Linked DNA regions of Mus musculus: region 2 is linked to region 1. The links are chromatin contacts, called in public Hi-C maps. All regions are on one chromosome and are shown on one strand. Each heading gives the region's core, a stretch centred on a gene start, on an enhancer-like site or on the middle of the called end of the contact. The rest is flanking DNA. Distances are from core to core; before and after follow the strand shown. Region 1 overlaps Gpr156 (G protein-coupled receptor 156). Region 2 overlaps Popdc2 (popeye domain containing 2).

Region 1 (6,981 bases), core at 3,541-6,040:
TCATATACTTGAGTCATTGAACATGGAGAAATCTCACTGCTATTCAACTGGAAGCTTAATCCTTACTAGTATCTTTCTTAGTGCTGGGAGGTTTTAGTCGTGCTACCTCAGGGGAAAAAGACAATTATCAAGCTAACCTAACTATGAACCCTGTGAGCTACAGAATTGAGCTTTCTGAGAAGACATACCTGTGTAACAGCAGAGGGAACACTATGGGAGTAACTGTTTTTAAGTGGATTTGAGACCTAGTCCATGAAAAGGAACCTGTCCCTGAGACTGTCAGCAAGGTCCAGAACCTACGGATTGTTAGGTCATGGGCCCCGGGGGGAAAAAGCCATACTATTATTCTGCTAAATCAACACAGCAATAAAATGGCTCCTAATGACTTATTGGTTCAGCCATGGATCAATACATCACTCAGCCTTCGGCGTCTTCTTGTAGGTGGCAATTTATACAGAGCTTCACAGCTGCTCACCATGCAAACATGAGGAGAGGGCTTAGCCTTAAATGGGCTGTCTCATATATCAAAGCCCCCACCTCAAGGCTCATGGATCTATGAGGAAGAGGGTCAGAAAGACTGTAAAAGCCAGGCATAGTAGTAGATGACTTCAGGGAAACTGCTTCCTAGACATAACCGGACATGCATACATGCACACATACCCTTATGCATGCAGACACACAGACAGACAGACACACCCTCAGACTGAAATGAAGCAGATCATCTGATTGTTTTTGTTTGTTTTTGAGACAGGGTTTCTCTGTGTAGCCCTAGCTGTCCTGAAATTCACTCTGTAGACCAGGCTGGCCTGGAACTCAGAAACTCGCCTTCCTCTGCCTCCCAAGTGCTGGGATTAAAGGCGTGTGCCACCATGCCTGGCTGAATTATTTGATTGCATTGTTGCTCCTTTGAACAAATTTCATTGTCCAAGATGGCACTTTTTAAAATGGGCTATTTTATCTTTCCTTTCATGAGCTACTTCACCACATAATGTATTTTGATCCACAGTGTTTATCATCTTGTTCTTTATAAATACTCTGACTTAATAAATTTCATATATACAGCAGTTATGGTTTTCTAGAAAACCATGACTAATAGAGTAAGTCCCAGGTATCCACACGGCTACAAGCATCAGATCCTTCTCACATGGGCCTCACTGCTGGGCAGCCTACAACGCAGCAGCCTAGAGCAACCGAGAGAAGAACAAGACCCAAGATGGAAGGTGTCATTTCATACCCTAACAACTAAAGGGGCACACTCCATGGTAGTCTCAAGTTAAAAGCATCATTTCCTTTTGGGGGGGAGGGATGTTTAAATTTTTTTCTCTGGTGTCAGAGGACAACTTGTTACAGCTAGTTCCTTCTACCATGTGGGGTGTCAGGGATCAAAATCAGGTCCTCCAGCTTGGCAGCTAGATCCTTTATCCACTGATCCACCTCCCTGGCTGGGAAGGGAGAGACTATCTCAAACTCTCTATAGACAAGGATGACTTTGAACTCCTAATAGTCCTGCCTCCCGCTTGAGCTCTGGGATTACAGGCAAGCATCTGGGTATACATGATGCTGAGGACTGAACCCAAGGCTCTGTGGATGCTAGGCAGGCACTTTGTCTACTGAGCTGCCTCTCCAGCCCAAAGTTTCTTTCGTTTAAGTGAACAAAGCTTGCCCCAGAATGCTTTCAGCTACTGGTTTACTGGGAGCAAACCACATGAGAGATAATGATATCATTGTATAATTTGCTGACAGGGCGCTAGTTTACATTATAAAAATCGTGTAGGTCTCTACCCCATACTCATGCCCTTTACGGTTCTTTTCTTGGCAGCACTCACCACTTGGATTTAAGCATCCTTTCTTCCAAGACCACCAAGCACACTTACTGTATCCATTATGTGTCAGTCTGTTTGAAGTGTTAGAGGCACAGTGGGAAGCATGAGAGACAAGGTCCCTATGGTCACTAGCTTTGCAGTAGGGGGACCCTAGCTAGGCCTAGCCGCTCTTGGTGCCAAGATGATGTCAGCATTCTGGATTTCACAGTTCTGGTTATAGGGGTTGAGACTCTAGGCAGGAGGCTGCTTACCTGTTCTTCCTGCAGCGAATTGTGAAAGCCAGAAAGAAGAGCACCAGAAGTAGCCCACAGCTGAGAAAGGTCCACATAATCCCCAAGAGGGCAGGAGACAGTGGGGAGGCGGCTGTACTACTGTGCTGGGACTCAGTCTGGAGGCAGAAAAAAAAAAAAAAGGAGAGGTTAATAATGAGGGATCACGCCTTTAATATGAGCCCTCACACTCAGGAGGCAGAGGCAGGCGGATCTCTGAGTTCCAGGCCAGCCTGGTCTACAGAGCAAGTTCTAGGATAGCCAGGGATACACAGGGAAACAAAACCAAAACCAAACAAGCAAAAGAATAAAGGATCTATAGATGGCACCAAAGTAGGGCCATGCTTGTGCTACATGGACAGTTCCTCCTCCTCCTCCCTCTCCCCCTCCTCCTCCCCCTTCCCCCCTCTTTCTGCCCCTCCCCACTCCTCCTCCTTCTCTACCACTACCACCATCACCATATTTATGTCTAGTCCCATGGCATCTATATAACGCCCCATGGCTGTTCACTTACAATGGTTGTCTTGCAAAGATCATGAAGGGGTCTCCGATCCAGCTCTTGACCAGGAAAACTGTCACAAAATTCAGAGCAGTTGATTTCTGGCTCCATGTCACCCCATGCACTTCTATGGGCATCTACTCAGTCTTGGCTATTCCCAGTCAAGGATGCAAACCGTTCGCTGAAGCACAGAAACAACTCGAGTCTTTCTGCCAGAGGCTCCATCTCAGAGTTGCCTCCAGAGTCCAAATCCAGGATTAAAAAACAAATGGCTCCAAGTAGAAGTGAAAGGTTGTTTCATTAGTCTCCTTCATCATGCATATTTGAAGAGCAAATGTTCTTCAGCTGGTTCCTGGCTCCCAGTGGGTAGCACATGGTCAAGAGTGGGCATCTCAGGTCATAGAACGAATTGATTCTGGCTCACCACCAGAGGGCAGTCAGCACTCCACGTGCTCCCACACTGGGCCCTGGAGGGAAGCAATCAGACTGGTTAACAAACATGCACACGCAGGTTTAAAATGGTTTTAGTATCTCAGCTATACATGGTTACATTCTATCGTGTGTAGGTATATGCTTATAAATATCGCAACATTTTAAAGTATAAATGTTACTTTTGATTCATAAGGCACATCATCCCCTTTTCCCTCCCCCAAATTCATGTCCTAAGATCTTTCCACACAGTTCCTTGCTTAACCTCTGTTTGATCCTAGGTGATTCTGGGATCAAGGGCCCATATTGTCTCTTGTCTCTCAGGATGAGGAAGAGCCTTCCATGTCCAGACAGCTGAGTTGCCCAAAACGTGTACTGGTTTTTATCTATTTATTTAGTTTTTTAAAAAAAGATTTATTTATTTATTATATGTAAGTACACTGTAACTGTCTTCAGGTAGCCGAGAAGAGGGCATCAGATCTCATTACAGATGGTTGTGAGCTAGGATTTGAACTCAGGACCTTCGGAAGAGCAGTCAGTGCTCTTAACCTGTGAGCCATCTCTTCAGCCCCCATATTTATTTAGTTTTTAAATTTAATTAAACATTTATTTTTACTTATTCACTTTACATCCTGCTCACTCCCGGTCACCCTCTCCCACAATCCTTCCCCCACCCCCTCCCCTCTTCTCTGAGCAGGTGGTCCCCTCCCCTGGATATCTTCCCCACCCGGAAACTTCAAGTCTCTTTGAGACTAGGTGCTTTCTGTCCCATTGAGGCCAGACATGGCAGCCCAGCCAGAAGAACGTATCCCACATATAGGCCAGAGCTTTGGGATAGCCCCTGTTCCAGTTGTTCAGGACCCACATGAAGAACAAGCTGCACATAGACAACATTTGTGTGGGGAGGCCTAAGTCCAGCCCATGCATGTTTTTTGGTTGGTAGTTCAGTCTCTGAGAGCCCTGGGGGTCCAGGTTAGTTGACTCTATTGGTCTTCCAGTGGAGTTCCTATCCCCTCTGTGTACTGGCTTTTAAATTGTCAGAATCACGGAGCTGCCATGGGTTAGTTGGGTTCTAGGGAGAGGGGCTGAGTGACCCACTGAGGAGAGATTATTACGCTCAGAAAATATTCATAATATGAATACTGTGATCAGAAGAGAAGCCAAGACAGACACCTGCAGTCTCAGTGCTTGGAAGGCCGAGGTGGGCGTGTAGGAGTTGGCCAGCCTGGCTACAAAGCAAGATGTGCAGAAGAGAGGGAGGGGAGGAGAGAGAAGTGGATGGGGCATGTGGTCCACGGGTCACAGACTGGACATGCCTGAGTCTTATCCCTACATTTGAAAACAAACCCATCTTTTAATAGAAAAGATAGATTTGGGGTTAGTCACAGGAATGTAAGAGGTTGCCATTTCTGCTTTGTGTTTTTGAAAGCACCTAGTATAGCATCTGTGTGTGTGAGTGTGTGTGAGTGTGTATGTGTGTGTGAGAGTGTGTGTGAGTGTGTGTGTGTGAGTGTGTGTGTGTGAGTGTGTGTGTGAGTGTGTGTGTGTGAGTGTGTGTGAGTGTGTGTGTGTGTGTGTGTGTGTGAAACTTGGACAAATATTAGATGCTACTAATCAATAGTCACTGAACACTAGACCCATGGTTAAAGCAGAACAATTGTGACAGGTGCTGAGTGCCGTCTTTGGAGTCTGTACTTAGACATAAACAATACAGCACCAGGTGTTGCCCTGTCACTGGACTCTACCATATTCTTGAATTATTTACCAGCTTCATGACAGAGCAATCACGAGAAAATTAGAGTCCGCTGTCTCCCATCCAGCATTTGAATTCTTGTGCTGTCTGGACAGATGACTGAATATTAAATTACGAAGCAAACAAGGCATGGCTATTCGTATCCTAATTTTGTTGGAATTCCAACAGAAAGGGTCTTTCTCTCTTTTTTTCTAGCCACACCCTACTTTCCTACTGAGTATTCTAGCAATGAGCAATGTGAGGAGTCACAGAGCAAACTACACTATGGTAGTCTGGAAGGACGTGTGTTTTTACATTGTCTTCTCCATCTTAGTGGTAAACCAAAGACCTATTTTTGGCTTGATAATGCTTTGTTGTCTGGACCATCTTTTGAAGAGAGGATGTTTGGCAGCATGCCTGGCCCTCTCCTAACAGTTTCAACAACTGCCAGTCACTGCCAACTGTGCCCAGTATGTGCCAAATTGAGACTCCCTGGCGTCATGAGAATTTTGGTCCCTTTAAAAGCACAGAAATGTTAAGGGACTATGTTTTTGTTTTAATCCCAGGTGTGGGGTTGCTTTAGACTGTCCACAGCAGCTGACTATGATTTGTCTCATGCTCGGGCAGGGATGTTATTTTGCCAGCTGAAAATAGTTTACATTTGGCATTCTGGGGACGCTTCAGAGGGTATACAAATGCTGCTGCCCTTCCTTCTTCTGCTATAGCTGATTGCTGGTTGGAGGTATCCTGGTGATGAAGATCACACTTGCCCCAAGGACTTCCTTAATCAACAGGAAGCAGTCTAACAAGATCAACACCTTCTTTCCCCTCTAACCTTCTTGCTCTCCTACCTAGGGTTGGAGGGTTGGAAGGTTGGAGAAGGGTGCTAGGAAGAAGAAACCAATAAATTAGCCAAAAGTCTGGTCACACCCTGGTAAAGACACAGGATACATCACTTACTCAAAGTTGACCCTGAGAAACACTGCTTTGGGAACCAAGTCTTGAGAAACCCTTTGGTCCATGAATATCCAGCGCGCGAACCCTATATATTATGATATTAGATTTCCATATGGGACAGGCATACAGTCCCAAAGATAGCACTTAGCCACAGAAATTCACAAATGAACAATCACAAGTGCATCTCTCCATGTTGACACACTCCTAAGCTAAGTTCTGAAAGGGAGAAGGGCTCAGCCATTGAGAACTGCTGAAGACCTCGGTGTTGACTGACTGGGTCAGGGCGGGGGCAGTCAGAGAGGGCAATGGAGAGGAATCAGATCATCAGACAGAGTTAGAACCAAGGCTCAAAGAGTAAAGTCCGCCAAGCCCTTTGTAAAGCAAACCCACCCCCACACCCCCACACTGAAAACCCTCTGGGGATGCTATGTTTCATGTTACACACAGTAGCAGACCCAACACCACGCACTTACAATAGGCCACAGATTTCTTTTCCAAGATGGTGTTTTATGGGGGCTTTCAATAGTCTTATAATTTATCAACCTATTTATTTAACTTTTATTATAAATAATCCTATTTGTTTCTAGCCACCATCTATTAGCAAGTTATTTTGCAATTCATAGAAGTCTGCTACTGCCCAGGAAGAATTCCCCACTGTGAGAATTGCTTTACTCCTGTAAACAACTTAAAAACCAGACAAAACATATGAAGCAATTTTTTTTCAGACATTGGGCAACAGATCATAGGACTTTAGCTCCTAAGAGACATTCTGCCTGAAGGCAGATTCTGGGCTGGGGCGCAAAGAGAGAGAACCAAACCAAACAGAAACTAGATGTCTTGCTGAAGTGTGTGTGTGTGTGTGTGTGAGAGAGAGGGGGGGGGGGGAGGTTGTTTTGCAGTGCTGGGTTGGCTGTAATTTGTAAGACAGTGTAACGGAGAAGAGAAAGTTTGGGGAATCTGCAGGAAGCCCCAGTCTTTTCTAAGCTCAGATCTTTGTATGAATGCAAGAACTCTCTCCTTAAAGCTGAAGAAGTAACCAGTGTCAGGCAGCAGCCGGGCAGTTCCCTAGAGCTGAAAGTACACAGAATTCCAGCAGCAGGAAGTAGAGACTCATACGATGCAGAACACTGAAAAGCATCTTCAGGAAAGTCACACTGCAATAGTTGAACTAAATGAACCCAAGTGGAAAGCGTCCTCTGGCTGGTCCTCACAATGCTTCAAACCCCACAAAACCTATGAAGAGTGGGAGCGATTCACAATGAATTCAACTCT
Region 2 (6,388 bases), core at 1,618-4,117, 420 kb before region 1:
GTGCATACAGGACTGTCTCTAGTAAAGTTTTGCTAAAGTGCCAAGTTTTTTCTTTGTGAGAGCATACCTAGGTAGAACATGAGTCAGGTAAAACAGGTTGCAAACTGGAGGCTAAGGATGAATTCTGTGGGCTGCGCCTGGCCTGTGCCCTGCTCTTGATGAATAAGAGAGCGTCACAGGGCCAGCAGCCAGAAGATCTGGTGGACTGCGTGCTTGAGGGGTGTGATGGGATGCGGTGATCTGTGTGAAATGAGCTGTGAGTTACGATTTAGGCAGGAACTAGAATTGTTCTTCCAATCAACAAAGCTACATCAGAGGCAAGGTCAAGATGAACTATAACACAACATTTGATATCTGCAAAGAGGAAATGGGACTTTACACAGCCAACAGCAAGGGTGTGGAACTCATTGCTTCTAAATGAGACAAACACTCAAGATATAAATGGTGGAATACGAGCATGCTTACATTCCAGGCAGAGAGGCCATCTAGGGTAACAGCCCTTCCTTTAGAGCATAACCCACCTGCTCCTCCCTGTCAATGCCACAGCATGTTCTGGCTGGTTCCAGCCACTCAGGGCTCTTCTGTCATTCTCCTGGCCTGAGGGAGTCCCCAGAGAATGCCTCTGGGCAAAGCAAAGAGGGTGGAGATGGGACAAAGGTTCTGTGACTGGAGCTGGTCAGGGGCAGCAAGACTGCTTCTCTGACAATATCGCCACAGAGCTAGGATTAGGGCGGAAGCAGGCCCAGACAGTGGCATTGCCTGGCATGCATCTGTTCCGGGGATAGCTCATATGCTGGCTAGAGGACTCTCTGGTAGACATCACAGAAGATACATAGTCCCCAGAACAGCAAACTGACTGGCAGAGTCCCTGAGAGGGTTGAGCGGACCATGCTTCTGAGGGTCCAGGCTCTTGCTTGGCCCTTCTATTCCCTAGCTGAGTACATGATGTTCTGGGGCCTTAGTTGCCCTATCTGTCAAACAGAGGAACAGTAATATCCAATCTAGTACATTGTATGTATGATTCAGAGAGGCAATAAAAAGGCAGTGTGTGCCACATGCTAGCCATCAGCAACCCACACCCACAAGTGTGAAGGGCTGCAGAGGGGACAGCAGGGGATGAGTGGCAGGCTCCCCCGCAGCTCATGGCTGTGAGTGACCCACAGAGTCTTCTGAGACACCACCTGCTCATGGGCAACCAGTTCAGCAAAAACTGTACTTGGGACTGTCTTTTGGAGTGTGGAGATAGAGACAGACACAGAGACAGAGAGATGCCGATGCCTCCACACCACTAGAATAGTGAACGGTGTGCACACAGGCAGTACAAAGCAAAGGAAACAGACAGACAGGCGGCTGCAGGAAGCTGTGGGGCATAGAGGTCAGAGGTGAACCTGGTAGCCCTCCTAGAAGAGTTCTGGGGAGCATGATGGTTTGTTTAGAATGCATTTCAGGTACAGGGCAATAGAAGGGTCATGTTATGAGCAGCGTGTACCAGGAGGGCTGGAGCTGCTAAGAGTTTCAGTTACCCTAAGTAGCATGAGCTTTTTTTATCCTGTGGGCATCAGTCTTTTGGAAGAGTTGTAGGCCAATGACTGATCTGTCTGTCAGGGACCAGAACTACCCTTCCCTGTTCCCCAGACCCAGGAGCCCAAGCACTCTTCTTGAAGAGAAGGCAGAGGCCACGATCCCGCCCCCTCCTAGAATCACTTTTGGTGGCGGTCAAAGGGCAGGTGGGAGAGAGGTGATGGGAGAGGTAACAATGTTGTGGGCTTACAGTGGCAGGTGACTGTGCTGCCTCGGGGCTCCTTATTACCTGGAAGGTCCCCTCTTCAGAAGGATGCAGTGATTCCCATTCAGGAGAGTCCATGAACTGATACGGAAAGATGTAGTGCAGAAACTGCCCGTCTTGGCTCACTCGAACCCTGACAAAGGAGAGAGGAGACTGAATGGGGAAGGGCAGTGGCCGCTCTCTGCAGAAACTGCCTATTTTCTGAGTAGCTGAAACCCTCCCGCAGAAGTACTCAGCTAGACTGTGGGGAGCCAGAGCAGGTATGGCCCAATTAAAGATGGAGATGAAGCTCACACGGTCCTCGTCCTGTACGTGTTTTTCTATTCCACAGTGCAGGACCAGAGTCTTGGGGATGGGGAGTGGGTAGTAAGAACACTTGGGGGGCCTAGCAGCGTGGTCTATGTGTACATGAGTCTAGCGTAGCATCAGATCATGTGTGTATGAGCTCATGGGTGGCCACTCAACAGGTGGGAGGCTGTGGCAGGAGGACTGCTATGAGTGTGAAGCCAGCCTGGCTTACATCATAAGTGCCAAAGCAGAAAGGACTAGAGTGAGATCCCGTATCACCACTACCATCCCCCAACACCCCACAGACCCAATACACACCCCAAAGAAGGAGGAGTAGAAAAGGAAGGGATAAAAAGAGGAAAAGGAAGGAAGGAAGGAAGGAAGGAAGGAAGAAGGAGACAAAATCTCCTGAAAAACCCTTACGCATGAGCTTTTCTCAAAGCAATTAAAAAACATCTCTGTAGGTGAGTTATGGACATTATTAATTTAAAAATCTCCCCAGTAATCCCGTTATGTATCCAGGATGAAAAACCACCGTCAGGGGCTCTGCTGTGCACTAACCACATGTGGCTATTTCAATTGAGAGTTACATTCATTAAAAGTAAATAGTTAACAGTCGGTCCAGTTACTCCGTCACACTAATTGCACCCCAAAGCACGTGTGGTCTGGGGCTGCGGTATGGCACAGCGTGGATGTAGAATGTCTCTGTTGCCATGGGAGGTGCTGCTCTGCCTTTCCCCTTCCAGGCGGGCTGCATGAGGAGCAGCGGGCAGGACAGCTCATGTTTGCAAGATAGCATGTGAGGAAGGCAGACGGATGCTCCCAGTGTGCCTGCCCACTGAGTCATCGTGGTGATGGACATGACTGGTTTTCTTTCTGAGTTTTACTGCCAAGGAAACAGATGGTCAGGAAAAGTGCGTGGGGAGTGTACTGGCTAATTTTGTGTCAACTTGACACAGCTGGAGTTATCACAGAGAAAGGAGCTTCAGTTGAGAAAATGCCTCCATGAGATCCAAGTGTAAGGCATTTTCTCAATTAGTGATCAAGGGGGAAAGGCCCCTTGTGGGTGGGACCATCTCTGGGCTGATAATCTTGGTTCTATAAGAGAGCAGGCTGAGCAAGCCAGGGGAAGCAAGCCAGCAAGGAACATCCCTCCATGGCCTCTGCATCAGCTCCTGCTCCCTGACCTGCTTGAGTTCCAGTCCTGACTTCCTTTAGTGATGAACAGCAATGTGGAAATGTAAGCTGAATAAACCCTTTCCTCCCCAACTTACTTCTTGGTCATGATGTTTGTGCAGGAATAGAAACCCTGTCTAAGACAAATTGGTACCAGCGTAGTGGGGTATTCCTGTGACAACCTGACCATGTTTTGGGGAGGACTGTGGAAGGACTTTGGAACTTTGGGCTTGAAGATCCATTCATTGTTAAGAGCTATGTTAGATGTTGTGTAGAAGCTTGGAAGGTAATGTTGAGAACAGTGCAGAAGATGGAGGTCTAGCTTGTGAAATTTCAGAGGGAAAATTAAAGACTCTTTTCAGGGCCATTGCTGTTTTGATTGTGAAGATTCTATAGTTCTGGTTAGCTGGGGCTGAAGAATCAGCTGTGATTAACAAGATACCAGAACTACCAAAGCAAAACCTTTGCATTACTGGGATTATTGATGCTGGTTAGCTGGAGCTAAGAAATTAGCGGTGATTCAGAAGAGACCAGCATCATTGAGGTGGCATCTTCTGGGAAGTGTTTTCTGAAAGCACAAAGGGGCTGTGTTCCAGAGATAGCCAAGGTTGTACTCCTGCTGCAGCGGGACTTGGTAATATGTAAGGGTCACCCAGGTGGTACTGCTTTTGAAGGCATGAAGGGGTTACACAGAGCAACTGAGGCTCGGCACTGTGAGAGGCCATGGAAGGCCATTGGTGAAGGTGCAGCCTCAGTTGCAATTGACGGCCCAGGACTGAAGGGGTCATGCAGTGTTTTGGAGATGCCAGTACCATGAGATGACCACCAAGAGCAGCAGCAGCAGTGGAGTACAGGCATCTGGAGCCTAGAGGACGACGCGTGTGCTACAAAGGGCATGGCTGGAGAAGTGACCCAAGCCCTTGGAGGAGCCCAGAAGATCGTGAGTTGGATCCCAGACATTGGATGGTTGGAGATTGATTTTTGTTTTTGATTGTGACTGTGCCCTGATATTTTTCCTCTTGAAGGAAGAAACCATTTTAGTGGAGCCCACAGTTAAGAGACTTAATTGTAAAAAGACTTTGGATTTTAAAAGAGATGGATATTTTAAAGAGATTGAAATTTTAAGAATATGTAAAGACTGTGGGACGTTTAAAGTTATTTAGACCTTGGGGATGAATAAGAATGTAAGGGTTGAGGCTTACTAATGATGTGTTTGTGTGTCAAGTTGACAAGGGGTCAATTGTACTGGCTAGTTTTGTGTCAAGTTGACACAGCTGGAGTTATCACAGAGAAAGGAGCTTCAGTTGAGGAAATGCCTCCATGAAATCCAACTGTAAGGCATTTTCTCAATTAGTGATCAAGGGGGAAAGGCCCCTTGTGGGTGGGACCATCTCTGGGCTGGTAATCTTGGTTCTATAAGAGAGCAGGCTGAGCAAGCCAGGGGAAGCAAGCCAGCAAGGAACATCCCTCCATGGCCTCTGCATCAGCTCCTGCTTTCTGACCTGCTTGAGTTCCAGTCCTGACTTCCTTAAATGATGAACGGCAATGTGGAAATGTAAGCTGAATAAACCCTTTCCTCCCCAACTTGCTTCTTGGTCATGATGTTTGTGCAGGAATAGAAACCCTGACTAAGACAGTGAGCTTAAGGTCACATGACTACCAGGCAGCAGAACAGAGTCCGTGTTCTCTCACCGTGCTGTCATGTTACAGGAGGTTTGGGTAGGTGGTTGTGGACACTTCCCACATCACACCTTCTCTGCCTTCACCAAGCACAAGGACACAAGATCCTAAACACCTCCCTCACTGATGGTCCCGGCATGCACATCTAGCCTGATGCCTTTTCTAATATAACTTGGAGACTTTAGAACTGGTTAAGTCACTGTGCCTTGTGCCTTGGGCAGAGACAACTATCACACACTGGTTAAACTAACACACTCCTGTATTCAAAACCTAAAACCTTGTCTCTCAAATAATAGGATCCCGACATTGCAAAAGGATGTGCCCCAACTGGCCACAGGAGAATCTAAATCATACAGAACAGCCAATAGACACGATCTTATCTTATTCCAGCCTGAGGCCTAAGTGCATGCCTTTTCTTAAGTTTGAAGAGAAATCCTTTTCTTTTTCTAAAGGACACCTCACATCAGCTAGATAGAGTTGGTTTTCTGCAGCTGTGAGTAGGAATTCTAACTAATTTTAAAAAAATTATATGATTATTCCATACTACCAACCCGTTAAGCAACTGCTCTGGCCTTTCCTACAAACACAGGTTTGCTGTACATCTGAAGCGGGGTAAGCAACCCCACTAATGTTGTTTGCTGGATCTCTAGCCTATGGCCAGCGTCCACCCTGGTGCTTTGTCCCTGCAGAGAAGGGACCTGCATTCTGTGAGGGTCTGGTATGGTACCTAACACCCCAGCTGTTTGCCGGCATAAAGTGAATGGTTTTTGGATGTGGTGTAACATCTAGACGTAGATTAAGATCCAGCCTAGGCCTTTTCCTCCGTTCCTCAGAAAGCTCCAGTTTTCACACCCACCTCTTCCAAAGCGAGTTGTGTTAGGCAAAGAAGGAGCCAAACGAGCCCACCTTTGTGGCCCACACGCTCAGAGGAGGGAGCTCTGCAGCTGTTCTCGCTAAGCCACTATTCACAGAACCTCCCGTGTTCCCAAAGACTGAGGGCTACAGAGGTGGGTATAATCTGATCCTGGTCTTTGAGAGGTTCACAGCTCAGTGGAAGACTCGAGTACGTGAAGAACTCAGTGTGCTGAGTACTGAGGTGGAGCGGGCTCACAGGAGAAGGGGGACGGAAGAACCTGGTCCTTTGCAGGGCATAGCTTCTCACGATGACATTCCATGTGAGTTCTGAAGGATAAACGGGCTATGATGAGCAGGTAAGTGTAGAGATGGGCAGAGACCTGGGGAGTTTAATGAGAGAGCCTATTCTCTTATATTTTTGGTTGTGAGCCTAGCCTTTAACGGCTGAGCCATCTCTCCAGCCCAGAGAGAGCCTAGTCTCAATACCAACTGCTCTTCTTCCAGGCAGCTGGAGTTTTAACAGCTAAAGACCACACCTTCTTGCATCCTTTGCTGCTAGGTTCTGGCCAATGGGATATTAGTACTCTTGAGTCTCCCCTAAAT

Evidence for each region. Hi-C and Micro-C count contacts between places; a contact is called where the count stands out from the background.
Region 2: a Hi-C map of muscle stem cells shows a contact between it and region 1, with 3 times the contacts expected there. The contact joins two enhancer-like sites. A contact is called at or near these places in 2 of 39 promoter capture datasets (the C10 cell line and embryonic stem cells) and 1 of 484 Hi-C or Micro-C datasets (muscle stem cells).

Annotation. Positions count from the first base shown.
Region 1 is chr16:37,943,445-37,950,425 of GRCm38.p6, reverse strand. It overlaps Gpr156 (G protein-coupled receptor 156), which reads right to left. Exons shown (of 10, transcript NM_153394.2): 2 at 2,607-3,058; 3 at 2,075-2,211. The coding sequence starts at 2,702. Among named protein-coding and RNA genes, the nearest start is that of Gpr156, 30 kb to the right of the region's middle. Within about 2 kb of position 4,790, at least 21 of the 459 cell types and tissues checked have an H3K27ac peak or open chromatin away from gene starts, as enhancers often do. A contact at or near this core is called in muscle stem cells, where this site is marked.
Region 2 is chr16:38,365,015-38,371,402 of GRCm38.p6, reverse strand. It overlaps Popdc2 (popeye domain containing 2), which reads right to left. Exons shown (of 4, transcript NM_001081984.2): 2 at 1,811-1,919. Among named protein-coding and RNA genes, the nearest start is that of Popdc2, 6.0 kb to the right of the region's middle. Within about 2 kb of position 2,867, at least 56 of the 459 cell types and tissues checked have an H3K27ac peak or open chromatin away from gene starts, as enhancers often do. A contact at or near this core is called in muscle stem cells, where this site is marked.